Regions from separate parts of the Mus musculus genome. Here regions 1, 3 and 4 are each linked to region 2. Evidence: chromatin contacts called from public Hi-C data. All regions are on one chromosome and are shown on one strand. The core of a region is the stretch at or near the end of the contact, and the rest is flanking DNA. Distances in the headings are between cores, read along the strand shown.

Region 1 (7,051 bases), core at 3,718-6,217, 800 kb before region 2:
ACACTTCCACACAGGCACAGCAGAAACTTCCCTGATGTGTGAGGCACCAGCACACATGCCAAAAGCCAGCAAGCCTCACCTGTCTCTGTATGCAAGTTCAGCAATTCTCTCTCCAGAATAGATGGGACCACTCCTTACATCTGTCACTGCAGCTCCCATTACAGAGGCTGAGGACAGGCTGGGAACAAGGTTGTTAGTCATGCATGGCTTGCTCAGAGTCGCCTGCTGAAGAACTTCAGCCAAGAATTTAGCTCTCCTCACCAGACGTGGAGCTCTTTTAGGAGATGGAGGGGAGTTTTCTTTGACTGGAGACCCTATTCACAGTAACATCCCCTTAATTTCTGGGTTCAAACCATCTTGTAGAATAGTGGTTCTCAACCTTCCTAATGCTACAGCCCTTTAATACAGTTCCTCGTGCTGTGATGAGCCCCAACCATAGAGTTATGTCATTGCTACTTCATGACTGTAATTCTGCTACTGCTATGTGTGGAGGACAGTTGATGCTGTGTGCCTTCCTCTGTCAATCTCTAGTGTTTTTGAGTCAGGATCTCGTAGCCCACCTGGAGCTCCTCCTTTCAGTTATGCATTCCGGATGTTATGTCCCTGTTTCCATTCCCAGTGCTGTTGCTGCTTTTATCTGGGTGGTGGCTACTCAATCTGCAGTCCTTATACCTGCACATCGAGCACATTATCCACTGAGTCACCTCCTTAGGCCATCACATCAATGCTGACATGTAGCTTTTTGTGATATCTCTTGCAAGTCTGAATTTTTTCTTCTTTTATTCCTCTATACATCTTAAAATATGCATCTCTCATTTATTCTTGTCCTCATTTTACATAGGTTATTTTTTAGCATAAAAATATATAGATATATCCATTGAACAGTATTAATTCCTGGCAAGTGGTACAGGTATTAGAGAAATGAGTGAAGGACATAACTAATAGAAGACACCATCCTGATTCTTTTTATTGCTGTTTTGTTGCTTGAGATAAGGGGTCATGCAGCCCAAGCTGATAGTGTGTTGCTGAAACTAACATGGAACTTCTGGCTCTGTTGTTTCTACCTCCTAATTGATGGGATGACTGGTGCACTCCCCTGCTTATCCTTATTCATTAAGGGACTGAGAATTCAGATTAAGACAGATAAACTTTAAATTTTACTATTGTGGTCTCTCTCTCTCTCTCTCTGTGTGTGTAACACATATTTTGAGGTAGGTGTACACATTCTAGTTGAGAAATGCCAATAGAAAGACAATTATATGGCATTTCTGCTCACTTGTTAAGGCTACCAAGGATACTCAGACATGAATCAGGTATGGGTAATATCGGATGAGTTACATGGCCACTGGAAGAGGAGAGTGCAGAAAACGCAGCTCCAGAGGAATGGGCCATGATTGAAAGCATTCATGTGTAAAGACCACGAAGAAGGGAGAATCGTAGGCCGCTGGAACTCAAGCAGCAAGGGGGAACTGAGAAGCAAGAGTAGAAGAGAAGGTACCCCTCTGAGAGTTTGGTCTTGCTAAGGTTTGAGTCTGGAATGTCCCCACACTTGGTCCCCAACTGTTTTGAAGGACATGGAGATATGAGGAGATGTCGCTTGGCTGGTGGGAGTAAATTAGGAGGGACGGGCCTTTAAAGATTAAAGCTGCTAGCTCCAGCCAGGCTCTCTGCTTCCTGGCCATCCAGCTTGCTGAGAGAGGCCACTTGATGTTCCTATTGATGCGAATATTGTGAGCTAATTCTGCCGCTCTGCCTTTCCCACCATGAGAGACTGAAATCAGGAGGTAAGGGAAGTCTCTATCTCTTATATTCAAGTATTTTGTCACTGTGACAAAGATGTATACAAACATATAAAAGACTCATCTATCATATGCTTCTTTACAGCCAACAGTTGGGGCTGTGTCTCTAAAGGGTTTGATTCTACCACACTGCAGTGAGTTTTCCAGAAAACCATGTTTTCTACTGTTTCTTTCTCTACACTGTGAGCATCTTGTGGCAGAAGGCCTACCCGTCTAATCTTCAGGATGTTCCATGGTTTGTAATGAGTATGAAATCTTCACTGAATTAGTCACTATGACTCCATCCTCTTGTCTACATCCTAGAAGCATGGTACCACATGTTTTGTGATGTTTGCTTTCCTACGGGTCCTCATTGACTACTATTGCAGAGCAGAGTCTCTGGGGCTAAGTAGACTCAGAGTGTTTGTCACCAGAGCATCGTGAAGTAGAACTGCTAGATGCTCCTGATGCAGGACGCAGCCTGATGCAGGAGATGATACACTGTGTCTGAGCCAAGGCCAGATGGTGTCTCTGGGAATGTGGGGTTGAGCGTTGAGACTAAGAACTTGGTTTCCAGTTGCGGTACTGATTTGAGTGATGTGGAGATATTAGGAGGTGGGGCTTGATTGGTGGAAATAAGTCACTAGGGTGAGCTCTGATATGGGAAGACATGGAGTGAGGATATCAGAGCTGCCAGGATGGGTTCAATGCTCAAGTGGATTATGGGTAATCAAGCGTATAACGCTGAGGCAGCTGGCACGTGGCACCTTCTGACCGCTAAGCAAAGCTGAAAGGAGCCATATTGCTCAGATACCTTGCTATTCCCCCCCAGAACTGTTTACTTCCAAAACAATTTCTTTACAAAACTAGCTACCCACAAATCTGCTCCTGGTTGGACTTCAGATGTGTTCCAGATCCACTAATTTAACCCATCAATTTGAGTAGAATGTTTTTCTTTCCTTTCTTTGTTTTCCTTATTAGCAATACAACTAAATTTTTCTTTAAAACAAGACAAAAATATCTTATCTGGACCTTGATATAGAAATCAAGAGGACACAGTGGAAACCTCTACAGTTAGTGGAGGATAGCTAAGTGTTTGCAGAACTGCAGGGCTCGAGGCAGTTCCAGAATTCTGTGGTACTCCAAAGCCAAGAATTATGCAGTGAACCACAGGCCAAGAGGCTTGGGCTGGTTTTCATATGTCCTTGAAGGCTTGCATTTTACATCGAAGTGCTTGACAGTGGGATGCTGCTTTCATTCCTGTGCACCCATGCCATCTTGAAAGGACTTTTAGTCTTTTACTGAATTGGAATCGTGGCTATATTAGATTATTTCTTCAGATTTTATGCATTTGTAAAGTCTTTTTTCATCAACCAATAGCCCAAAGGCTAGTGTGCCTTCCCTGAACTGCGTAGTGTTTAACACGGAAAGTGGGTCACCATGAAGACGGGGAGTTCTGTTGATTACACTGGGGGAAGACCTGAGAAGGCAGGAAAATGTGTCTGTCTGCAGAGTGGTCAACCTTCTTTGTGAAGGGTATTAGTGCATGGATCCAGAAAAGTGTGCCGCCTACTGAAGAGGACGGCCTGCTCTCCAGGGAACTCCAAACCCTTTCCACTTTCTTCAGGGTGTTGAGACAATTGTGATACTTGGATGCTCAAGGCTGCATTCACCAGCTCTCCCAGAGGACGAGAAAATAAGAGGAACGAGGAAAACCATTAGGACTCCCCAGAAGACTCCGTGTAGTTTATTGTGCTTTGATGATCCCACTGCTGAGGAAAACATGTTTTGGAGAAGTCTGTCTGTCCTGAAACCTACTCTGTGGCCCATGCTGATTTCAAACACATACCTGCCTCTGCCTCCCCAGTGCTGCGATTAAAAGCCTGTGCCTCCATGTTCTGCAAAACCAGCAACACTGTTTCCACTCTGTGCAGTTGGACAGACACATCAAAGGCTTTTCTGACTTTCAATGTGAAGTCAGGAGAAGTTTTCGATTCAAGATTCATGTGTTCGGATTTCAGTTCCCTATAGCTCCCTTTTGCTGTAGGACACTGGAAAGTTTGCAGTGTGGGCTCTCCCTGGTTCTGGCCCTTCACTCCCTCCAAAGCCAATGGGGTCAGGGGAGTTCCTTAGCTCTGGAAAAAGGAAAGATGAATTAGACATACCTGAACATCAAAGACCTCTCAATTTGCCTGTGAAATTCATATCTGGATACCTTATTGAGTTAATACCAAGTTCTGAGATAGAAGGCTCCTAACTGAAAAGGAGAAATGAAATTTGCGGGGCCAGTGCCAGTTTGATAAATGAACAATAAAACGAAAGAACATGGGCACAGAGGTGAAAGATCTCAGCCTCTGTACAGAGGTAGGTGGGGGGAGTGCCAGATTAATAAGCATATAGGTGACAGAAGCTGAAGAGACCAGATTGCAGGAGCTCACGGCCTTGCTAAGGGCCTCTGTCTTCATCTTACCAGCACTGAGAGGTTATTGAAGAATTCCAAACAAGGGAATGACATAGGCCTTTAATTATATTAGAAGGACCTGTTTGGCATTAATATAGAGCAGAGGTTGGCAAGCGATGGCTCCTGTTTTTCTAAATAAATTGTATTAGATTACAGCCACGTTTATTCAATTACACACCATCTATGGCTTCTTTTGCACTACAATGGCAGATTTGTGTAGTTGTAACGGAGACTCTTGGCCACAAAGCCTAAAATATTTACCATCTGGCTCTTTGCAGACAGTGTGCCAACCTTGGTGTGGAGCTGGATTAGAGGAGTCCAGGGATAGAGGGAGGAAGCTATGATAAGAAGTCATTACAGGGCTATAGTAGCTATAACAAGAGCCTTAAGTGGGCAGGGATGTGGCCCGGGACAGAGGGGATGCTTCAGAAGAGGAGTGATCAATAAGGCTCAGTGACTAATCAGATGTGGAGGTGAATGGAAAGAGGATTCTAGGACAACTTCCAGTCTCTAGCTTGGGCAACTGGGCTGGTATCTGTGCAGGTGGAAGAGCAGCTTTGAGCATGAAAAAGATGGAGATGTGGGTCAGGAGCTTAAGGGTGTGACCTGCTTAGGACATACAGATTTGAGAGTTGTCACGCAGAGGCACTGGTTCCCAGGGAGAGTATGCAGAGGGAGAGAGGAGATGACACGTGTTGTCACACGTAGACACATTTAGGTAGAAACAGGAAAGGGAAACTGAAAAGGCTACAGTGATAGAGATCTCAGAGGCAGACACAGAGACAGTGAGTATGTACCACATAAACAGAGAGAGGCAACTCCTGGTCTTCCATAAGGAGAAAGGGTGGAAACACAGCAGTTTGAGGTGGGATGGTGAAGGGGTAGAACGAACTAGGTGTGATGCTAGGGAGAGACAGAGAGACAGAGACATCTCTGCCTTCTTTACTGCCTACGTGCTAGATGCCAGGGATTATCTTCAGTGTTTGACATTTCTTAGTTCATGGCACACATTGTTTGTTTGCCTGCCTTTCTCTCTCTCTCTCTCTCTCTCTCTCTCTCTCTCTCTATATATATATATATATATATATACACATATACATATATATACATATACATATATATATATGATGTATGTATGTATGTATATATATATGATGTATGTATGTATGTATGTATGTATGTATGTATGTATGTATGTATCTATCTATCTATCTATCTATCTATCTATCTATCTATCATCTATGTATCTAAATACGAGTCTCTTACTGTATAATTCTGGCTGGCTTAGAACTTACTGTATAGACTAGATTGGCCTTATCTTAATAGAGACCTGCTAGTCTCTGCCTCTCTAAAAAATTAAAGGCTTCCTTCCTTCCTTCCTTCCTTCCTTCCTTCCTTCCTTCCTTCCTTCCTTCCTTCCTTCCTTCCTTCCTTCCTTCCTTCCTTCCTTCCTTCCTTCCTCCCTTCCTTCCTCCCTTCCCTCCCTTCCTTCCTCCCTTCCTTCCCTTCCTCCCTCCCTCCCTCCCTTCCCTTCCTCCCTCCCTCCCTCCCTCCCTCCCTCCCTCCCTCCCTCCCTCCCTCCCTCCCTCCCTCCCTCCCTCCCTCCCTTCCTGAGTCTTACATAGCCCAGGCTGCCTTCCTACTTGCTCTGCTGACTTTGAGCTTCCCATCCTTCTACTCTCACCTCCAGAATACTGGCATTATATGCATATGCCACTGTGCCTAGTGTGCCCATACTCTGGAGACCTCTAAACACTTTATATATATATTTCCTTCTTAAAATTAATTCCTTAGTGCTGGCAAGATGGCAAGTGAGAGAAGGCACTGGGCCACTAGATGCTCAACCCTAGCAACTTGAAGTCTATCCCCAGAATCCCCCCCCCCAAAGATAACCAGAGAGACCTGAGTCCATAAAGCTGTCCTCGGACCTGCACTCATGCATTTGCAATGTGCACTTCTGGACCCTGCACACACACACACACACACACACACACACACACACACACACACACACACACACACACGCACAGTGTATAAATGTAAAGCTACCTTTTAACTGAAGCATTGCTTTTTAAATCTAGGGCAGCATGGAAAGACCCTAGGCCCCATGAGGCTGAATTTCACTCATTTCAAAGTCTTCTTAGAAGCTTCCAAAATGCTTTCACAAGCACAGGAAAGCAGGGCTGTTCCTTTTCAGGAGCAGTCCCTCTGGGATCCAATATCCTGTCTCCTGGCTTACTTTGTCTTTCTGGCCTAATGGTTCTTGGCTTTCTTGAAGGCTGTGAGTCTCTAAGACAACATTTGTAGAACTTTTCCAGAGAGAAGGAAAACACACTACAGCGGTAGCTTCACCACCCTGAATCCTTCAGGGGAGCACCCAACCTCCTTATGAGCTGCTGTGGGTCATATATCTGAACTAAGTGAAGTGGAGTCCTGTTGAGGCCAAGTCGCTGGTGCTGGCCTTGTCACCTCCTGGTGCTCAGGTTTTTTACTCTTCTCAGGTTGAGCAATACAGGTTTTTGTTTGCTTGTCTTTGTTTATTGTTTTTCTGGAAGGGTTCTAAACGTGGTGTTATGGATCTTAATGTAGGACTGCAGGACAGGGCAGGGAGTGAAGACATGCTGGAGTTGACAGGCAGGGTTCTGAAGGTCTTTAGGATCTTAGTCCAGATGCTTGTGGTGGAGCAGGACTGCACTAACAGAGCCTACCCTGGCTGTGTGACCGTGGGGAGGGACTGAACCTTACTGGGACTACCAATCTATAAAATGGTCTTAGCTCAGCCGTTCTTAACCTTCCTAGTGCTGGGACCCTT
Region 2 (7,230 bases), core at 62-2,561:
AATGCCGTTAATTTGTTCACTATTAAATAACTATTTTGACCTTCTGTTATATACCAGGAATTGTCCCAGATATTGCCTCAGATTTAATGAGTGAGTTGTTCCTTGTTCTAAAAGAATTTGAGGCAGGTTTAATAATTCAGTACCATGAATATCAGCCTTAAGAAAAACAAGGTGACACCAGGTAGGCACACACTCGCACACAAGCACGTGCACACACACACACACACACACACACACACACACAGGTACACACATGCACACATAGAGAAAGAGGGAGGAAGGGAGACAGGGAAGGAGGGAGGGAGAGGGAGAGAAGGAGAGGGAGAGGGAGGGGGAGAGGGAGGGGGAGAGGGAGGGGGAAAGGGAGAGGGAGAGGGGGAGAGGGAGAGAGAGAGAGAGAGAGAGAGAGAGAGAGAGAGAGAGAGAGAGGAAATCAAGTCTATATTTTAGTTATTTGCTAGAGATGGCCCACTAATTTACCTTTGAGCTTCATAGCAGGCAATTCAAAGAAAAAACCATGATCTATTTCAAAATTTTCTGTCTGTAAGACGCAAATAGCATCAAAGCTAATTCTTTAAACTACAGAAACTTAATTCAACAAACATTTGCTCACACCTACTCTGAACCAGGCCCTAAGCCAGGTATTAAAATGAGCAAGATGAGTAAGAGCCGGCGTGTGCCCCTTAACTCTTCCCTCGGCACACACACTGCATGTCAGGGATCGCAGGCTGCCAGTGAGGATCCCTCCTACTCCTGAGCATGCCCTGTGGCCCTGCAGAAACAGAGGATGGAACAACCTTCTAGAGGTCCTCTACGCTTCTGAGAAATTCTAGTGGTGGATTAAAGTGGTGATCTAGAGATGAGAGGATGAGGACAAAACATGGGGCTTTCTCTGAAGCTCGCCGATACCCTCCAGCTGTCTCTGAGCATCTGGAACAAAGTCCATAGCCTTGTAACTAGTTTCATAGGATTCGTTATCAAAAAACTAGTTTGTTGGCTTTTGATGATACCCTTGACTAGTGAAAACCATTCGACCTCCCAGCAAAAGCAGCCCCACCCCACCCCCGTCCAACACGAAATGATAGATTCCAGGCCAAGTGAGACTAACCTCATCTAGCAGATAGGAAAACAGAACCTGACTGAGAAAGGATGCTGTCCACAGAAGTGTAACTGTGCAGCTCCTTGGAGGGACTGTTTCCATGGTCCTCACTTTCCAAGTGAAAAATCTCATCAAAGCCCATTAATGAATGAGTCATGGAGTAAGTGACTAGCTCCATGCTCGAGGCTACGCAGGACAGAGCAGGGACTGAGCTGCAGCAACACTTCTGACGTCTCTGAGCCTTATTTAGGATTTCAAATACTGCCTCCCCTTGGATCTGGGGCTTCCCAATCGCGGTTTGTTCGCATGTGCATCCTCAGCACCTGCCTCATGTCATCAGCAGCAATCACAGTGCACTACTTCACACCAGGGTCCGGCAACCCAGGGCGGACACCCTCACTGGACAAAGACTCTGAGGAATCTCAGGACACTGGGGCACACAGGGATTGTTGATAAAGCAGGGATGTTTGCGCCCGACTCTGAACCTTGTGAGTCTGAACGGCAGGTGGTTCTCATCGTCAGTGACGGAGAGCTATGGTCTCACTTATTACATAACCAGACTCTGGCCCTGCTCCAAGCTGAAGCCTCAAGTCACAACAGAGACCTGAATCCATTGTTCTAGAACCTGAGCTCCAAGGGGATGCCCTTGTCAAGCCTTTTGCTATGGCTGTCCCAGGCTATTCTTCAAAACAGCAGCCCAAGCCCTTTTCCTGTTGACGTTAAAACACTGCCATCTAGCGTGACTCTAAGAGAATTATCCAAGTCAGCTGCCCCGGCTTACTGAGAGACACTGGATTGGGTGCAAGACTTTCAATCCTTTGCACTGCTTGGATGGCCACTACTTGCAAAGTATCCAGTGATTCTTCTCCTGCCGTGTTTACAATTCCATGATTGTATTTGCCCAGAGCTCAAGTTAGGAATGAACCCAGACACATAGGATTAGAAAGATAGCTTTGCAGGCTACAAAATCCACATGTGACACCCCTGGCTCAGCCACGGGTCAGACACCCCACTTTGGACATGTCATTTCATTTCCCAAGGTAGCAGTTATTCATCAGAAGATAAAGGGAATTCTTTGGCCTTTGACATCACCAGGAAATCTTTAAATTAGTGAAACCACTAGTGTGTCAATTTGCTGTAAACAAAGTTGTAGAAATAAATGTGTGTGTGTGTGTGTGTGTGTGTGTGTGTGTGTGTGTGTGTGTGTTAAATACATGTGTGAAGATAGCAAAATGCCCTTGGAAACGGGTAGCTCTTTGATGCAATAAAATTCATATCCCACTGAGAAGAGGACACTGGACTGACTGAAAGCAGAAGCCTGAGAGGAGATTATTTGAGTCTCTTCAGGGGAATTTAGCCAATATCATTTGGAGAATTCTGTGGGAAGATATGTTCTACCCACCAAGATCCAAAGTGTAGCCTCTATCCCAGAAGCCCAGGGAAAAGGCAAGCCAGGAATCTGCAAAGGAAGGGGCCTCATGAGAGTGCCCAGTGCAGGCTCCACTTGGGGCTGGACATTCAAAGAGTCATGCAACTAGAAACCCACAGATACCTACCTGCTCATTCTACGATTTATTTTAAAAACCTAAGTTAATGTTATAAGGAAGGCCAGGCAAGCTGCTGGCAAGCATGGTTTTCTAACTTTCATTGATTATACTGGTTTTAAACAGCTAAGAATCTGGTGAAGGAGACTCGAATGGAGTCTCGGAAGTCCATTGAGCTTCCTTCAGAACACCAGTGGGTCTTGGTCAACTGTAGCGTGTGGAGATTCACCTTAAAAGCCACTTCTGAAATGAGCCCCAGAGAAAAGATCCTGAGTCCTGATCACAGGACGGCTGCCAGGAATTCCTGCTTTTATCTTCTGCTTCCAGGTGATTCTACCTCAGGGGGATCCAGATAGCACATCGAGAATCTCGGTCAAGAAATCAGTCTCCTGGACTTTAGTGGTCCAGCCACCTATTCTTATCTAAAGGGATAAGGGGGGCAGAGAGCTGACGTTTGCTTCCCACTCAGCAAAATAGCCACAAGTCTTGGAATCAGGCAGTAGGTACAAGTCAGAACGCAATGACTTTACCCAGCAGGTGAAAGGATAGTCAAGATGTAAACACCAAGCACTGCATATTTATAGTTAATTTTCTCTGATACTCCCTAAGGGAGGAGAGGCATCCATTGTCCCCGTCTCATCCTACGGAAGAAAGAGTTCAACTTTCACTCCTCATTACTTCTGCCACACTGTCACTCAGGGAACGTGCCAGCAGTTTCTGGGTTCTCTCGACATCAGAGTTATTAACTCATGCCGCATCCTTAATAGATTTCCCCCAACTCCCCGCTCCATCTTCTGTTCCTTTGGGACTTCATAAGTAATACTCAAATCAAATATGTCTTTTCTTGTAAGACCTCAAATCATGACTATTGTTGGTATTTGTAAGCATTGTTAAACAATACCTCATCACCAGTCAAAGGCTAAGCGTGTTGCAAAACTAACTCATGAAATACAACTAGGAATAATAAACTGTAAGAGGGGTTCATTCACTGGGTTAACCAGACCTGGTCATCTGTTCTTGCCAATAAAATTTTATTGCCATATAGGCAAGTACATACATTTATGTCTGTTATAGTAGCAACATTGAGAAATTCATGGCTTGGTATACTGAATATTTACTAGTTGACACTTTCTTAAAGTTTTTTTTATAAATTTATTTATTAAATTACTTTATTTATTTACATTCCAAATGTTACCCACTCTTCCCAGTCCTCCCTCTCCAAGTTTGTCACCCCATCCCCTCTGCTTCTGAGAGGGTACCTAGCTGACTCTTAACAGGGTAAGTTTGCTGACTCTGGTCTAGGAAGATGAGTAACCTGCCTAAGGTGGTATTTTATCATAATTTTATCTTAATTTAAAACCAATATCTCTAGATGCTGTATTAATGAACAATCATGACTCAATTCCTTCCTCCCTTTGCATCTTTTCAGCATATTATTTAAAGCTTTATCATTATACTTATATAGAAGCTTATGACTTATTTAACCAACTTTTATGGAGCTTATACCAGTAAGATAGAGTTCATGCCTTCATAGGTAACAGCTAGAACAACGATCTTGATACTGTTCAGTTTAGTAGCCATCAGTAAAACAGCTTTGGAGCCCAAAACCACTGTATAGATATGTGTTAACTATTCATGAGATATATGTCATTGTCCCAATGTACAAAGCACACTAGAGAGTGTATAAAAATACAGATGGATGTTCTATTCATCTAGTGTCCAACTTTGAAAATTACAGAGCCAGAAGATGTATGGAATGTATGTATGGGATGTACTTAGAAGAAGGGTAAATGTGCTACCACTGGAGCTTAGAGAGCTAGTTGATCATGTAAGAAGAAAATTGAGCCAAATTTAAGACAGGATCTCAAAGGCAGAGTATCAAAGGATGGATGGGCAGTTGACTTGAGTCTTGGAAGATGAGGAAAAGATCATCAGGCAATGTAGAAAAGAACTTACTATTCAGAGGGGAGGATCTGTCAAGAGGTGAGTGTGCTGGGTTCAGATAGCAAATGTTTAGTGCCTGTAAAAAGGTGACAGAGGGAGAAAAAGCAAGTCAGCATGTTAAAGCTTGACCAGGAAGGCAAAGAAGGGATGTTAAGAAGATTGGCATTTTAGGTTTGTGTAATAGAATGGCCATTCATTGACTGGAATCTTTTCTGTTTCGGTTATCCGATCAGATTTATCCCTTATCTGAGAATTCCGTGGTTGCATTCACTATTGAACTGGCAACCAGAAGTCAATGCCTATTTGTTGGGGAACTCTGAGTTGGCATGTTCTTCCCTTCGGAAGGCTATTTCCTGGGATTAAATCTCTGCCGCTTCTGGAAAATCAGCATGGCCTCAGATCTCTGGCTAGATAAAGAGATGTGAGGAGGCATGATTCTTCGCCAGAGGAACACAGGTGCATGGGAGACCAGCCCCTGGGCTGACGTGGCACTTGGAGAAACTGCTGAGGACACATGTCAGACGAGTCTGGCTGAGTCTATGTCTTTAGGCTGTGCCCTGCTGAATCAATGGGTGCCAGGCATGCCCTAAGCAGTGTTGAGAGGCTAATGACTGCTCTGTGGTAAGCAAGTGACCTGGAACAGGTCCAAAAACTGACATTGAAGACTTTCTACTGAGAGGTCAGAAGGAAGCCCCTAGCAGCTCTGGGTTCTCAAAAGTACAAGTTTAGGAACTTGTTGCCCTTCTCCCTCTGCATCGTTCTGGTTGAATATTGAAGGGTGAGGATCTATAAAGAGCTAAAGAAAGTGACTTTTTCCAAGAGAGGAAATTCTTGCCCATGTGGCTCATGCTTTATTAGGTAAAACTTAGTAAAGACAATGGATAAGACACAAATCATAGATCTTGGGACTGGGAAAGAGGTGGTAAGCTTATGAGCACTTGCAAAGGAAGATCGAGGGAGGGGTGTCACAATTCAACATAACAGATAGACACTCAGATGGCTCAATCCATGCCTGAGACCTCAAAGAAACATAACTGGTAATGTAGGAAGAAGACAAATTTTATGGAAAAAAAATCTCATATAAAAGAGATCAACAAGATGACTTCAAATTAGTATAACGTTACTGTTGGTGATATGAATAAATCAAAATAATCATGTGCTTATCCATAAGAATTCTTGGGAGGAGCTTAAAGAGTCATTCTTAAGTTTTCAAAACCTGTTTCAAAACAGGAATGATGACTTACTCAGCACTGAAGAACCTATATCCCAACTAAAAGTGTGGCATCTGCTTCCTAGGAAAAAAATAAAGGGGCATTGCCATTGATGGCAGAAAGGGCCTGAGAAAGCTGCTGGATCCCATGAGTCTTTACACTCTGAAGCTAATAACTAAGACAGTTGTTCAGATATAAAGACAATAGATCTAAAACCTGGAGCAGAGGCAAGTATCATGGGTACTGGCCAATGAAATTAATTTAGATGATCCAAGATAGACAGTGGGTATTACCTCAGAATTTACATCTCTTGAGTGTTTGAAGATGGTGCCAAAGGGATGAAAATATTCCAGAATACTCTAGAAAACATCACTCACATTCTCTGTCGACTTCAAATATGCACTGCTATAAATAATGGGGGAGCAGAAACCTCAGTCTAAACCTCAGACTGCCTGATGGTTCATGTATAACACCAAAGGAACACCGAAGGACAGCTGTGAAGAAGAGGAGGAGGAAGGAGGAGGAGGAGGAGGAAGGAGGAGGAGGAGGAGAGGGAGAAAGAGAGGGAGAGGGAGAAAGAGAGGGAGAGGGAGAAAGAGAGGGAGAGGGAGAAAGAGAGGGAGAGGGAGAGGGAGAGGGAGAGGGAGAGGGAGAGGGAGAGGGAGAGGGAGAGGGAGAGGGAGAGGGAGAGGGAGAGGGAGAGGGAGAGGGAGAAGATTCATTAGGGAGGTTGGGCCCCAAGTTACTATAGAAAAAATAATAGTTTTTCCATATCCAAACAATAGTCAATTAGAAGACATGATGAAAGGGAAAATCTATCTACAATTGGAAAACAAAACAAACAACAACCGACAAACCAGGTTACAGAGCACACTCCTATAATACCAGCATGCAGAGTAAGCAGAGGGATCATAAATTCTAGGCTAGCCTGGGTTACAATGGTAAGAACACGTCTCAAACTTTTATCTTTAAAAGTTCTTTTTTAAAGAATATGTATCAAAAGATGGCCTAGTCGGCCATCACTGCAAAGAGAGGCCCATTGGACTTGCAAACTTTATATGCCCCAGTACAGGGGAACCCCAGGGCCAAAAGGAGGAGTGGGTGGGTAGGGGATTGGGGGGAGGGGGTGGGTATGGGGGACTTTTGGGATAGCATTGAAAATGTAAACAAGGAAAATACCTAATAAAAAATAAATTTAAAAAAAAAAAAAGAATTGGGAGATGTCTCAGTCAGAAAAGTGCTTGCCTTGGAAGCCTGAATGTGAGCCCCAGAGCCACATTTGATTTTATTTACTTTTATCTGTATAGGTGTTTACCACATGTGTGTATGTGGACTGCATGTATGCCCGATGTTCTTGGAGGCCGGAAGATAATTCTACATCCCCTGGAACTGGAATTTCTGAGAACTGTGAGTCACCACATATGAGCCAGAA
Region 3 (6,890 bases), core at 1,978-4,477, 650 kb before region 2:
GAGAGAAATCCAGACACAGACAAGTCCAGAAGAAAAACCACATGAAGGTATGGGGAGAAGGTGGCTTTCTTAAATCTGTTTTGGCTCCTTGGACAAATTACTATAGCTTAGGAACAAGGGAAACTTCCTTCACCTAGTTCTAGGGCCTGGAATTCTAAGATAGACACCAGCAGATTCAGTGTCTGGTGAAGGACAGAGTTTTGGTTCATAGCACCTTTCAGCCTGTCTTCATGAGCTAGACAGGGTAAGGAGCTGGATGTGTTCTCTATAAAGGCACTCATCCACTTGTGAAGGCTTCACACTCGCAACCAGATTACTTCTCAGAGTCTGCTGCCCTCATACCATCTCTTTAGGGGCAAGGTCTTCAATATATGAGTTATATAACACAAACACTCAGACTGTACTTGTGACCATCTGCAAATCATGGAAAACTACCTCCAAGGGAACTAATACTTTCTAACTTCAAGAAAACCAATTCTTTGCTTAAGCCATCCCTCTCTGGTGCTTTGCTATGGAAGATCCAAGGACTAAGAAGATGTGTTCTAAAACGTATATCCAAAGGGACTCATGGAGACACCACCCACCGGTCATCTTGGGAACATAGCCAGACAGATGTTGCTGGCAACTGGGTGCTCCCTTAGTCTCTCTGAGCTTCTGCCACTGCCCCTCCAAGATTCCAAGGGACTGAAGGTGCAAACAGACCAATGGGGTCCTGGCTTTAGTTTCTCATTTTTCCGATGCCTATGCTCTACCCCTCTTCAGCCTCGTCAGTCTCATCAGGCCTGAGATGCTCGCCACTGGCGTGAGGTACTCTGCCATTATTCAGCCACCTGCCCCCCCCCCCACCCTGTCTACTTCCTTCAAAGTGTCAGTTTCATCTTCTGATAATGTAGCTCTGATCATACAGTTCACGTGCTTTATCTTTCTCCACGTATGTGTGCGTGCAGCCACACACAGTACATCCTGATGTGCATGTGGAGACCAGATGTCAATGTGTTTGGTATTTTTGTTTTTATCACTCTTCTCCTTACTTTTTAAGCATTAAATTACAATTTTTATGTATTTATTTTGTAGGTCTAAGTGTGTGTGTGTGTGTGTGTGTGTGTGTGTGTGTGTGTACGTAAAAGCATGTCATGTGTGTCACAGTATTCATGTGAAGATCAGAGGATGACTTGTCAATTTATATTTTTGAGATGGGCTCTCCCACTGAATCTGGGACTTGCTGGTTTTGGCTAGGTTGGCTGGCGAGTAAACCTAGAGAATCCACTCACCTCATGCTACCTCTTCTACTTCTGCTTAGCGCTTGGTTACAGACGCCTGCTATTAAATCTAGCTTCTTATGGGGGTTGGGCTCTGAACTAAGACTCCCATGCTTGCACAGCAGACATTTAACCTACTAGCCATTCCCTAGGCTACTTATTTCTTAACCGTTAAAGCCCAGCCTCAGCTTGCATCAATCTGCCACCCATCAGCACTAGAGGGATATGTCACCCCTTCCCTTTCTATATCCATGAATGGAGTCTTCAGAAAACACTCTACCTTCTTCCTCTTACTTTCTAAGTAAGAGCTACACCACTGCTAACCCTGCTTCTGCTGTCACATGTGACACATGTGTGTCTACCTCTGCGTGTAGAAAATCCTGTTGACTTCCCAAGGACAGTTCATATTCCACCTCTTCTGCCAGGCTTTCCCAATCTTTCCAACTGACCTTTGTGATGTCTGATTCTTAGTCCTCCCATGCTGTATCTCAGGGTTCTCTGCACCCCACATAGCAGTTATTCATGCTCACCCTCATGTCTTTCACATATTTGCACACCTCCTAAACACTTTCCAGAATTAAAGCAGTCTGATGGCTTAAGAATGCAAAGACCCATAGCAACTTAACAATTTGTATAGTCCCAGCCATTTGTGAACCACAGCAGGATGGGGATGTGCGACATCTAAACTTCATCGACAGGTTTGAAATCACTTGGAAGATGCATTTTTTATTAAAAAAATATTCATTTATTTTTTTTGTATGTGTATTGATGTTTTCCTGTGCATATGTATGGGCATCATTGGTCATGCCTGGTGCCGGCAGAAGCCAAAAGGGAGCACGGGATTCCCTGGAATTGGAGTTATTTACTGATGGCTTAAAGCTGCCAAGTTGTAAACTGATCTCAGCTCCTCTGCAAGAGAAGCAAGTGCTATCAACCATAAGGCAGTCTCTCCAACCTCTAGGAAACGCACTTCTCAGTGTTTCTTTGAGCGCATTTCCAGAGATGCTCAATTGTGGAAAGGCCTACCCTAAATGTGGGAGGTATCACACCTAGATAAGCGTCTCAGCCTAAACAAACAAAATGGCAAAAAGCAGAAAGCCAGCTAGGCATGGTGTTCATCTCTCTCTGCCTCCTACCTGAGGATACAACAAGAACAGCTTCATCACATTCCTTCCAACATCCCTTCCATGCCAGGATGAACATGATTCTCTGAAACCTTTAGCCAAAATCAGCCATTCCTTAAGGGGCTCTCTTATATCAGATGCCTTCAGAAACAGAAAAGGTAGTTGCTGTAGGACCCTCATTTCTCTCAGCCCAAGTAGCAGCAATCAAAGCTTAGGGCCTAACACAGGGCCTAACAGGCAAAAAAATCACATCCTCTCTCCTTGTTCTTGCTTCCTCTTTTATACAAATAAAAATAATAGACTTATGATATTAATACAAGCTTATAGCTTGTGCATAAGCTTGCAATATTAATGAGAAGTGCTTTTGCAAAGAATAGAAGTCTTCATAAATATTCCTTGAATGTCCTGTGAAATGGTAGGTGTATATCCATCAGGCAAGGCATGTATTTCCACCAGAACCCTGTTGCTACACTGGAGTTTTTCATTTGTTCACTAATGAAAGCACAGCATGGTACAGATCCCATTCAAAGTGCTGTCAAATTTACCAGTAACATTAGGGAGACACAGGTATTACTCTCATGTTGCAGAAAACTAGGGCTACTGATAGGTAGAGCAGGGTCCCAGTCCTGCGATGTATCCCAGCGAACCTTCTGGGCCCAATGGGAACTGAGCCCAGTGGGAGGAAAGCATCAGGAAACTGAGCCTCCTTGGGTTAAAACTGCAACAGTGTTTCCAGCTGGGCAGTCAGATTGAGTTCCAGGATTTACTGGGACTATGCTCCCCAGCTGGGCTGGACACAGTCTTGCATCCTGCCTCCGTGTGCCTGGCGGGTGACAGGGAAGATTTGGAATTTCTGGGGCTGAGCTGGCAGTGATCTCCTCGAGCCAGGAGTGGGGCTGCTCTGATGAGTAGATAATTAGGATGCTTCTTTCAGCTGCAGATAAAGTCCAGAGCCTCACTCCAGCCATTATCCTGCCAACCCTAATAGAGCCAGATTGATGGATACAGCACGGAGGGAATTTGGAACATTCTTGCTCACACTATATCACACTCAATAACCGCTCGTGCACAATGTGGGACTTTTATAAGCCATTACAAAATCCATTTTGAAACGTCTCTGGGTGCGACAGCCAGCTGCAAAGCATCTGAAGTATCCCTGACATTTGGGCTTTGGTGGAGCTTGCGAGAACACAGAGAATGGAGAGCAATGGCGAGAGCACCCGAGCTGGCCAAGAGAATCGCATCATAAGCTCAGCAGATGGTAGCACTACAGCCCACTGTTCATCTTAGAGTGTACCTCAGCAAGAGCACTAATCCTTCTTGTTAGACAAGAACAGAAACCCCCCTACACCCCTAAATGCTTTCCATATGTTCTATTGTCTTCCCAGCACTTCAAGTCTACCTCAAAAGCCCCCAACTTAGCAACCTTCATATTAATGCTAAACATATTACATCAGTTCTAACACTGATATGTTTAATATGAATACAATTAAAGTTACTCCAACATAATCCTGATGAGATAAACAGCACTGCTTTATTATAAACGTCCCTGCAAGGTCCCTTGTAAAATATTATCAATGTTAATAGGAGCCCCCTCCACCCACCCAGATACTTGGGCTAAACAATGCCACTGCCTCCCTACTAATAACAAATATGTCCAGCGATTTAAACATCGGTACATCCAATGTAAACACCATTATAGCTAATGTAAAACAGTTACCCGGCCTCAGCTCCACAAGCCTTCAACCAGAAAGCTTCGGAAGAGAAATAACTGTTTCCTCAACAAGGATGCATTACAGCCTGCTGGTGCCATTTGCAATAGATTACTTAAGCCCATAAAGAAATGAAAATTGCAGGCCTGCTTTGAGCCAGAAATGATGAAATCGGAGAGCACAGGCACAGTATAGCATGGCATAGGCCTGCTTCTACCCAGGGAATGTGGGCCTGTGAGGTTGGGGCAAACTCTCCCTGAGTACAATATACAGCCAGAGAAGCCCAGCACCCAAGCCTTGTTGGTCCTGTCTCCAGTTCATGGCTTCTGCTCACACAGGCATGAAGCCCAAGACTGACCTGCCCAGAGCTGATGACTTGGTTGCTCAAATATGTGCATAAGGTTAGCTAGCATAGCATGACCAAGGGTGAGGACCATTGCTATGGTTTCTACCTTCCATTATAGAACGTCCCTTTCCTTTTCAGATGCTAGAGAAAGTCAAGCCTTTTGGCCAGAGACCTAGAGCCTTTTCCAGAACCTCTGAAATGATCAGGGAAATCCACAAACAAGCCCAAGGCCCATCCACACCACACCTGAGTTTCTTTCTTGCCCATCTCCCTTTCCTCTTCATCTCGGTGACTGGCAGGTTCCCCATCATTTTTGAGCACTTATTTCAGGAAATTTCTTGAGTATGATTCCAAGTTTTCACCCTGGTTTCTTTTCTTTTTCTCTATTCATCAGACCCACTCCTTTTATATGTGTAGACACCACACTTTGCCTTGGGGGCCTCTGAAGGGCAACCCTAGTAAAAAGCAGTTTCAAAATCTCCATTTTGTACAGGTGTATAAGGTGTTTGTGTGACACCGTGAACTAGCCTTCTTGACTTCCCTCAAGATGTCTCTGAGAAATTTGCAGAGGGGAATATTGCCCTTGGGGGATGATCTATGATATTTACTATAGCAGCCACAGAATTATAAGGTTCCATTATGACTCAGGGAACAGAAAGGGATTTCCAAGTGAATTATCCCTCAAATATTTCAACAAACACTAACCACTTCACATTGTTAAGATCTCTCTCTCTCTCTCTGTCTTTCTCTGTCTCTGTGTCTCTCTGTCTCTGTCTCTCTGTCTCTCTGTCTCTCTCTCTCTCTCTGTGTGCATGTGTGCATGAATGCCCACAGAGGCAAAAAAGACTGTCAGCTTTCCTGGAGCTGTAGTTATAGGCTGTTGTAAGTTGCCCAATGTGGGTGCTAGGAACCAAACCTAAATCCTCTGCAAGAGCAGCAAGTACTCTTAACCACTGAGACGTCTCTACAGCCTCTACCTCATGTTAAACTACATTTACAGAAAAAAAAATGCAAGTTTCTCATTTCTATGGATGAGAGAACTTTTTACAGCTGAGAAATACTCATTTTCTTGGGGTGACTCTGAGAACAAGAATCTGAACATATCCTTCAAATCATGTCCTGGGGTGTTCAGCCAACAGGTGTAGTTCAGGAAAACTTGAGATGGTCATCATTGGCGCTTTTGACATTTGGGACAATATTGTTCTTTGTGGTGTGATCTGGAAATGAATTAAGGCAAACTCAGATGTAAATTCTTATTTGCTTCCTTAACTGCCTGGGTGGTCCCCACTGCAGGAACATAAGCCATCTGAGCATCAGTTTCCTCACTTGTACAGCGGGATTGGTGGTACTGTGTTTGAGGCCTGGTGGCACACTAGCTAGGCTTTGCATATGTTTATTCCTGATGCCAAGTTATGGCTGTCACACTTCTCATTTGAGTCCTGTATCAAGCACCTTCTCTTGGAATGAGCCTGTGAGTGTGCAGGGCCTGGACAGGGTCTCATTTCCCCAAAATATGGAAAAATGGAGAGCTGGGATTTTATTCCTGCTAAACATCACATTATTAATGCCAGGCCACTCTTTCCTAATAAAATCCCAAGCCATGTAAACACCAGTATAGCTTTCAATTTGTAGTCAGATTAAATGCCAGCAGTGCTTGGTTCTTATTTTATTTTACTTTTTAATTTTATTTTTATTATTTTTAAACTGAAATCTTTACAGTGGATTTGAAAGCAAGCTATTTTCTGCCTTTGGAGAAATGTAGGTTTTGGAAAGCGAGTTTTGGAATGTTTCAGCTTCAATCAGAGTGGAAGGGAGAAGAAAAAAGAAAGAAAGAAAGAAAGAAAGAAAGAAAGAAAGAAAGAAAGAAAGAAAGAAAGAAAGAAAGAAAGAAAAAAACCTTAGTCAACTCATATGATAGAATTTCTGCACCCGGATTCACACTCTCCTTTAGGCGGTGCCCTATGGAGTGAAGTGCACGGAAAGGAGTGGGATTTGTCATGAATGCTATTTTATGTCTCTGAAAAAGCAGGTGTTTATTGTTGTGCTTTAAGCTGTAGCCCTATGTCTAAGCCATCCAGGGAAGAAGTCATTTCATGGAGAGGGGAGACTAATTCTCTATCCAAAAAATTTACATCTCCATCATGGTTCCTTCTGGTTCAAGAGCCTTATCCTCTCTCCATGTCCATGGAGCACTGAAGGATCCAGCAAAGAATCAACAAATTTTATCCTTAGGTGCCCTCACCCCTACACGTCTACCTTTGCTCCACACCAGGTATGGAAAGGAGTGGACAAGCCTGAAGAAAGAAACCATGCCTGTTTTACTCTTTGTTTGGAAGCTTTGGGGACAACTCGGGCTTTATTCAGAGTTCAGGGACAGAGGCACAAGGTGCTTCCTACAGGGGAAGTCTGAAACCAGCAGCCTATTGATAAATAGAGTGGAATCAGAGAC
Region 4 (6,918 bases), core at 1,917-4,416, 560 kb before region 2:
AGTGTTTTGTTTCTCTCTTCACTGAGGATAGCAGCCCTCTCTGCTGAGACACAGGGGTATCTTCCTCAAAGGGCTGTCTACATCTTGCTTTCAAGGAAATAAAGTGAGTCTAGAACTCATCTTGCATCCCCTGAGTCTCTGCTGCCTGTAACTCATTATATTAATTACACCCAGGCTGCACATTTTGGGGGTGAAATGTTTTTATCCTTTAGGAGAAAGTCAGATCATAGAAACAATAAATCTGAAATTGTCAACAGCATCCCCCAAATTTTAGAACATGCAAATATGCCCAGTGGGGATCCAGTGCTAATGCAAGCACTGACTTCAAGGCTGCTCCTTTTATCACTTGCACAGTTTTCCTGGTCTACTGATAACTGGTCATGCCGTACTTTTCATTATTCTGGCTGCTGCTGCTAGCTGCTGCAGTCACTGTTCCTCTTCTTCGTTCTTTTCCTCCTCCCTCTCCTCTACTTTATCCTCCTCCTCCTCCTCCTGCCCCTCCTGCTTCTCCTCCTCCTCCTCCTCCTCTTCCTCCTCCTCCTCCTCTTCTTGCTCCTCCTTTTGTTCTTCTTTTTGGTTTGTGTTTGACTGTGTTACCTGGGTCTCACTCTATCCCACTCACTCTGTAGCCTTGAACTCACGGTTATCTATCTCCCTGTCACAGTCTTTTAAGTGCTAGGGATGATAGGCATGAGCTGCTATACCTGCTCATCCCTGCTTATCCTGCTTCTTGACTGACCGTGCTTGCTGTACCCCCAGGATACCATACCAGCTCTCCTCCATCTTACTGGCCCTGAGTACTCTTTTATACAACTCAGTTTATATGTTCATTTTGCCTTCACCTGGGCAATAATTCTCCATCCTTAAAATAATTCCATTAACCTGTGTATGTCCTGTCCATGTCGAGTCTGATTAGGATCCTGGAAAGGACAAATATATGAGATCTTACTTCTCTATGCAGACATAGCATTAGGTAGCTGTAAGGCCATTAACATAGAGGAGAGAGTGCTGGGAAGAAACGTTATCACTGGGAAGAGAGCAACAAGCATCAAGAAAAGATGCCTTAGAGGAAAGAGGTCACTGTGAACCCCTTCAGACAAGAAGGATTGAACCAGGGACAGGGGAGGCTATAGGTGGAGTGATGCAGGCCAAACAAGCATCAAGTGCACAAATGTAAAGCTCTCAGCTTACACCCCCCAGCCAGGTTACAGGACCCACAAGGAAAATAACACTGTGTTATTTCCTAATATAACCTGGGCCAGGGATCAGTCTTAGAGACTGAAAATATATCTAGCTTACCTCTTATTTTGTTTAATTCATGATGTTGTTAAGAGTTTTATATTTTTAAACGACTAGGAAAAATTACTCAACCGATCAGGACTACTTCATGACACATAAAAATGCTATGCAATTCAGATGTCAGCATCCATGCATATAGTCATATCAGAACCCAGCCACGCCTGCTTATGTATGCATTACCCAGCACTGCTTCTGAGCTATTGTAGCTGAAGTGAGTAATAGCAGGAGACCATTTGGCTCATGAAGTCTAAATCATTTCTTATCTTGCCCTTTACAGGAAAAGCTTGTTGACTTGTGGCTTAGGCTAAAGAATCCGACTACTGAGGCTCCAGTTCTGAACTCTCTTTCTCCCACCTGTGTGATTTTGGACCATCAATTTTTTTCACATTTTTTTAATTGGATATTTTCTTTATATACATTTCAAATTTCAAATTCTATCCTCCCCCTATATCCTCCCCCCTGCCATGTTCCCCTACTCATCCACTCCCGCTTTTTGGCCCTGGCATTCTCCTGTACTCGGGCATATAAGGTTTGCTAGACTGAGGGGCCTCTCTTCCCAATGATGGCCAACTAGGCCATCCTCTGCTACATATGCAGCTAGAGACACGAGCTCTGGGGGTACTGGTTAGTTCATATTGCTGTTTGGACCAACAATTTTATCATCACTCCCTGTCACTGTTTTCCCATTTGAGGATAAACATGAGTTGTTATGGAAACTGGGTTAGTACACTCTAACCTGGGAGGTTTAGAGTAGTGTCTTGCACATAACAAGCTCTCAGTAAATGTTTCTTATTCCCTTTGTGGCGGAGGAGCTCAGCTGCAGGCTTGGCATCTTTTCTTATTCAGAGGATATTTCTTGAAAGAATGAAACCGTGAGGAAGTGCATTGAGGTGTGTCCTCGAGACCATCACTAGCTCTGTGCTGCTTTCCAAAGGGGCTGAGGAGGGAATTCCAGTCTCCAGTGCCTTTTCCACTCTCCAGCATCGCCGGAACATCTGCTAGTAATCTTGGTCTTGTGGCATTTTTTTCCCTTCTGTTTTTGTTAATTTTTAAAAGAATCTTTGGGCTGTGGATGATGGAGAGAAAAAGTCCAGGGTGAGGGGCGATGACTGTGGAGTGTGTGCAGTGGGGAACAACTAGTATGGACTTTTGACATGAGAGATAATGTTTCCAGAGAGTAAGGGGCCCCCAACATAAAAAAAAATTCTCCAAGAAAAAGAGAACTAGTAACTATTTCTTAGAGTCTCCTTGGAGCACTGTAGGCAGATGGTGTGTTTTAATATGAGAGACTTGTTCCAGCCTCCCAGGGCAACCAGCGCGTGGCCATGGGTCCAGAAAGGCAGCTTGCTCATCCGTAGGCTGAATACTTCTGTGTAACAAGACTCTCTTGCGGCTTAGAAAAGGCTTTCAGTCTCCTTGAGACATCTGTTTTGTAAAAATCAGCCCAGCACGCTCAGAGCATCACCAACAGAGTCTGTATTCATCCTTCAGGGGCCATTTTATCTGCACACTGACTGAGACCCTAAAAACTCGGAGCCAAATCCTGTCCCGCATCATTACCCACCCGGATTCTTGATGATTTTAGTTTCTATAATCAGGGCAACATTATCTTTACCTCGCAAAGAGCGGAGTGTGGATTCGCATCTCATTGTCCACAGAGTTCCAACCATTAGCACCGAATTGGTGAGTGGGTTTTTACCAGCTATGTGTCCAGTTTCAGTGGAGAGGAGGAGAAACAAAACCCACAACCGCAGTGTGGCCAAGTAATTGCTTTCAATGTACTGAACAGTCTGAGCCCTGTCTCACTACAAGCAACTCAGCCTGTGGACTGCACTGAGCTTGCTTCAAGCTTGTTCCTTGTTTACAGTTCTGCAGCTTACCCCGAGCGGGGGAGGGGGGAGGGGGGAGGACGCAATGCGTGACTCTTATGCACTTACCTCCCAGTACATCCCGTACATGGAGAACTGGAATCTCGCTTGGACGATAATTACCGTGATTATAATTCCCCCGTGGAACTTGTAGAGTGAGCTCCCTAAGCAATTCCTCAAGCTTGTCAAACCACTGCCTTGATTTGCTTATGAAAGGCAGTTCTAATCAAAAGAGGTAATTACAATATTAAGTGCCAAGCCTTGGTGTGCAAACCCTTGAGTCATAGGATATTAAGCTTAATTGAACTGCATTGAAGGAGGCATGCAGCATCATGCACAGGGCTCTGAGCTAATGTGAGCCCCAGCCTAAGCCTTTACTCCAGGAAAGTGGACAAATTACCTGATCTATTAGCCACTCTGGAATCACTGTGTCATATAAGCCAGTGCACCTGCTTCAGGAAGCGCTTTCTTCTTGGAAGTTTTAATGCTTTACAGATTGATGCTTTATATATATATTTATAAAAGTCCTGCCGCATTTTGGTTGTGACCATACTAAGACTGGGCCTGGCATTACAGCCATAATTCACTTCCTCAATCATTCAATCACTGAGTCATTCATTCATATATATAATTTGATATATATTGATATCTTCAGTGATTCAGGTGTTGTGATGGACCATGGTTGCTGAGATAAATTAAGTATGTTCTAGATCTTCTATAAACTCAGCGTTGGTGTGGAAAGCTAAGTCATCAAAAGATGATTAAGCTCAGATGTGAAAACATTGTAATAAGACAAAGTTCAGGAGGAGTAGAGGGGAGAGTCCTGCTTCTCCAAGGTACTGGCTGGAGGCACCAGACTTAGGAAAAGCCTGATCAGGAGTGAAAGACTGTACCATGTCCCAGGGAAACGTAGCACAACTGAAAAAGCATGAGAGAGGAAAAGACCACAATGTATTTCAGAATGCTTTGAAAACTTCATTGTGATTCTTAAATTACATATTCATGTGTATATTCAGGTATTTATGTACATTCATGATGTGGCTCGGTGTGTCCTCATGCAGGTTTTGAAGTCCGTCAGAGCCTCTGAAGGTAAAGTAGAGCAGCTTGAAATTTAGTCACTTAAAGACCATTCCAAAGACTCACTCCTCAGAAAGGTCAGATTCAAGCACTGCATTGTAAAGAAACTGCACAAAAATATAGAGGCAAATAAGTAGAATCCACAAACTCAGACACAGACCATCACTACTCACAATGATTCCACAGCCGCGCCCCCCCCTCCATTTTTCTGCTGGATGTGGCCACTATCAAACTTTACATAGCCTTTAACACATATACAAAATGACCTGAGTACCCTGCAGCATACACCTTTATCTTACAACACAAATCTGACCCAGGGTTCATTAGGAGAAGATGTTGTATTCTCGTTACAGAAGCAGAGTGATCAATCACACCAGCTGATGGATGGCTTGACCATGAGTGTGCCAGCTAGCCTATAATAGCATGCTTTTATTGCCAAGTGAATCACCCTTCAATTTGGCTATACTAAAAAGAGTGAAGGGCCCACATTTGAATCTACTTAAGTCAAGACTGTTTTGTTTTGAGAACATAATTTTAAAGGTTTCAAGAGAGGAGAAGAAATGTTGCATCCTTTTAATGTTCTGTACTGCTAATATATTTTTGAAGCTAGTTTCTGAGCCAACACCTGTAGAAGGGAAATTGCTATTCTCTTTTTGAAGATGAAGAAATTGAAGATGAGAGAGGCTGAACAGCTTCTAATTACAGTCACCTTGGGAAGTGGCCAAGGACTGGAACTCAGGATAGCCTGATCCTTAATCCTGGTCCCTGGCAGTAAAAAGCTGCTTTCTAGAGGACTGTGTGAGAGTAAAGTCGTGCAGTATCAGGATTTGGGAGGTTGGGGCAGGAAGATCATGGGTTAGAGAACTGTCTAGCCTACACATGAGACCTAGTTTCAACCAACCAACCAAATACCACCTGACCAACCACAAACCAACCAAACAACCAAATACCAACCAACCAACCAACCAACCAACCAACCAACCAATCAAACAACCAGATTAAAGTCCTTCCTCTTTTGACAAGAATGTATGAGAACAATTCTATTCATCATCAAATAAATAAAAGAATATTTCTTCAAATTAATCATTTGAAGATAGTCCTGAGTTTTTAACCTACAGAAGTTCAACTTCCTAATTTTTGGCATATATGCTCAGCAGTACTAATCGTCTCCCATATTTTGATATTTATGCTTGCTTGTCCAGTGACTTTGTAGTATGACACTGTCAGTGCCGGATCACAGCTGCTAGTCAGTCACATGATCAGTAACATGAGTAACATGATCAACAGGGCACACATCCAAGATCTTAGACTTTACCAAGTTGGTAAGCAATAGTGTTTTCTAAATTAGGGGTCTTTAGTTTATTTTTTGGCATTACTTTATTTTTTATTAATCATTGTATTCATTTATGTTTATTTTTTTTACTTTTTTATTAGATATTTTCTTTATTTACATTTCAAATATTATCCCCTTTATCAGTTTCCCACCCTATCACATTCTCACTCCCCTTGCTTCTCTGAGGGTGTTCCTCTACCCACCCAGCCACTCCCATCTCCCCACCCTCAATTCCCCTACACTGGGGCATCTATCGACCCAAGGACCAAGGACCTCTCCTCCCTTTGATGCATGACAAGGCCATCCTCTGCTACATATGCAGCTGGACCCATGTGTACTCCTTTGTTGATGGCTTAGTCCCTGGGAGTTCTGGTGGGTCTGCTTGGTTGATATTGTTGTTCTTCCTATGGGGTTGCAAACCCCTTCAACTCCTTCAGTCTTTTCTCTTAACTCCTGTATTGTGGACCCTGCACTCAGTCCAATGGTTAGCTGTGAACATCCACCTCTGTATTTGTCAGGAACAAATATGGAGATAAAGTGTTGAGCAGAGACTGAAAGAAAGGCCACCCAGAGACTGTCCTACCTGGGAATAAATTAGGAGTCTTAAATGCATTTTAAAAATATACTTTCAACTTCCAATGACTTGTTTGAAATGTATCATCAGAAATTAAAGAGTAGCAACATGGCCCAAAACAGTAGAAGAAAATTAGACTTGAGTTATTCCCTCCTTCCATAGCAACCTGATTTGTTCATATGAGCCAATGGATACCAGCCACTACTCTGGGACTACACTGCGCCCAAAGTCACTGATCCAGGTCAGATTTTAACAATGACCCCTGCTGCGTGTTCCAGGAATAAAGAAGCAAAGCCCACATGTTTGACCCTCTCCTAATCCATTTTTCTTCTTCCTTGTCCACTGTGCAACAGAGGCTGCAGAGATAGTGCCTGCCACATACAAATCACTGCTCTGCAAGAATAAAGGCTTTGTGTTTGGGGTCAATGACAAGACATCAGTAACCATCACAAGACTGATAGGCTGAGATAGAAGAATCCTCAAAAGTCTACATCTCCAAAGTAAAACTGTATTTCTCTCTCCCTTTGATGTTACTTAATGGCCAATGGCAACTCTGGCTTTGCTGAATACTCCCTGATGTCATAAATAGCACTAACTTGTGCCTTAGAACCAGATCTCTTTTTGCATAATATTAAGAAATGAATCTTTCCTTCCCTTTTTCTCCATGCTAATGCCAAGTGAGAAGGAATCCAAGCCAAGTATGCTCTCACAATTTCTGGTTCAACTATTTGAAAGTGTGACATCTAATTTCATCTCATAAATAAGCC

The links. Hi-C and Micro-C count contacts between places; a contact is called where the count stands out from the background.
Region 1: a contact with region 2 is called in a Hi-C map of the N1E-115 cell line, with 14 times the contacts expected there. The contact joins two enhancer-like sites. A contact is called at or near these places in 3 of 484 Hi-C or Micro-C datasets (the N1E-115 cell line and cortical neurons) and 1 of 115 datasets of contacts at active chromatin or transcription factors (astrocytes).
Region 3: a contact with region 2 is called in a Hi-C map of the N1E-115 cell line, with 16 times the contacts expected there. The contact joins two enhancer-like sites. A contact is called at or near these places in 1 of 484 Hi-C or Micro-C datasets (the N1E-115 cell line) and 1 of 115 datasets of contacts at active chromatin or transcription factors (astrocytes).
Region 4: a Hi-C map of epidermal suprabasal cells shows a contact between it and region 2, with 7 times the contacts expected there. The contact joins two enhancer-like sites. A contact is called at or near these places in 1 of 15 datasets of contacts at CTCF or cohesin (the NIH/3T3 cell line), 6 of 484 Hi-C or Micro-C datasets (the C2C12 cell line, the MC3T3-E1 cell line, the N1E-115 cell line and 3 more) and 2 of 115 datasets of contacts at active chromatin or transcription factors (astrocytes and pancreatic cancer cells).

Annotation. Positions count from the first base shown.
Region 1 is chr4:55,683,209-55,690,259 of GRCm38.p6, forward strand. No RefSeq gene overlaps it. Among named protein-coding and RNA genes, the nearest start is that of Gm12511, 110 kb to the left of the region's middle. Within about 2 kb of position 4,968, at least 8 of the 459 cell types and tissues checked have an H3K27ac peak or open chromatin away from gene starts, as enhancers often do. A contact at or near this core is called in the N1E-115 cell line, where this site is marked.
Region 2 is chr4:56,491,315-56,498,544 of GRCm38.p6, forward strand. No RefSeq gene overlaps it. Among named protein-coding and RNA genes, the nearest start is that of Gm34628, 17 kb to the left of the region's middle. Within about 2 kb of position 1,312, at least 40 of the 459 cell types and tissues checked have an H3K27ac peak or open chromatin away from gene starts, as enhancers often do. A contact at or near this core is called in the N1E-115 cell line and epidermal suprabasal cells, where this site is marked.
Region 3 is chr4:55,840,659-55,847,548 of GRCm38.p6, forward strand. No RefSeq gene overlaps it. Among named protein-coding and RNA genes, the nearest start is that of Gm34482, 110 kb to the right of the region's middle. Within about 2 kb of position 3,228, at least 23 of the 459 cell types and tissues checked have an H3K27ac peak or open chromatin away from gene starts, as enhancers often do. A contact at or near this core is called in the N1E-115 cell line, where this site is marked.
Region 4 is chr4:55,926,120-55,933,037 of GRCm38.p6, forward strand. No RefSeq gene overlaps it. Among named protein-coding and RNA genes, the nearest start is that of Gm34482, 24 kb to the right of the region's middle. Within about 2 kb of position 3,167, at least 62 of the 459 cell types and tissues checked have an H3K27ac peak or open chromatin away from gene starts, as enhancers often do. A contact at or near this core is called in epidermal suprabasal cells, where this site is marked.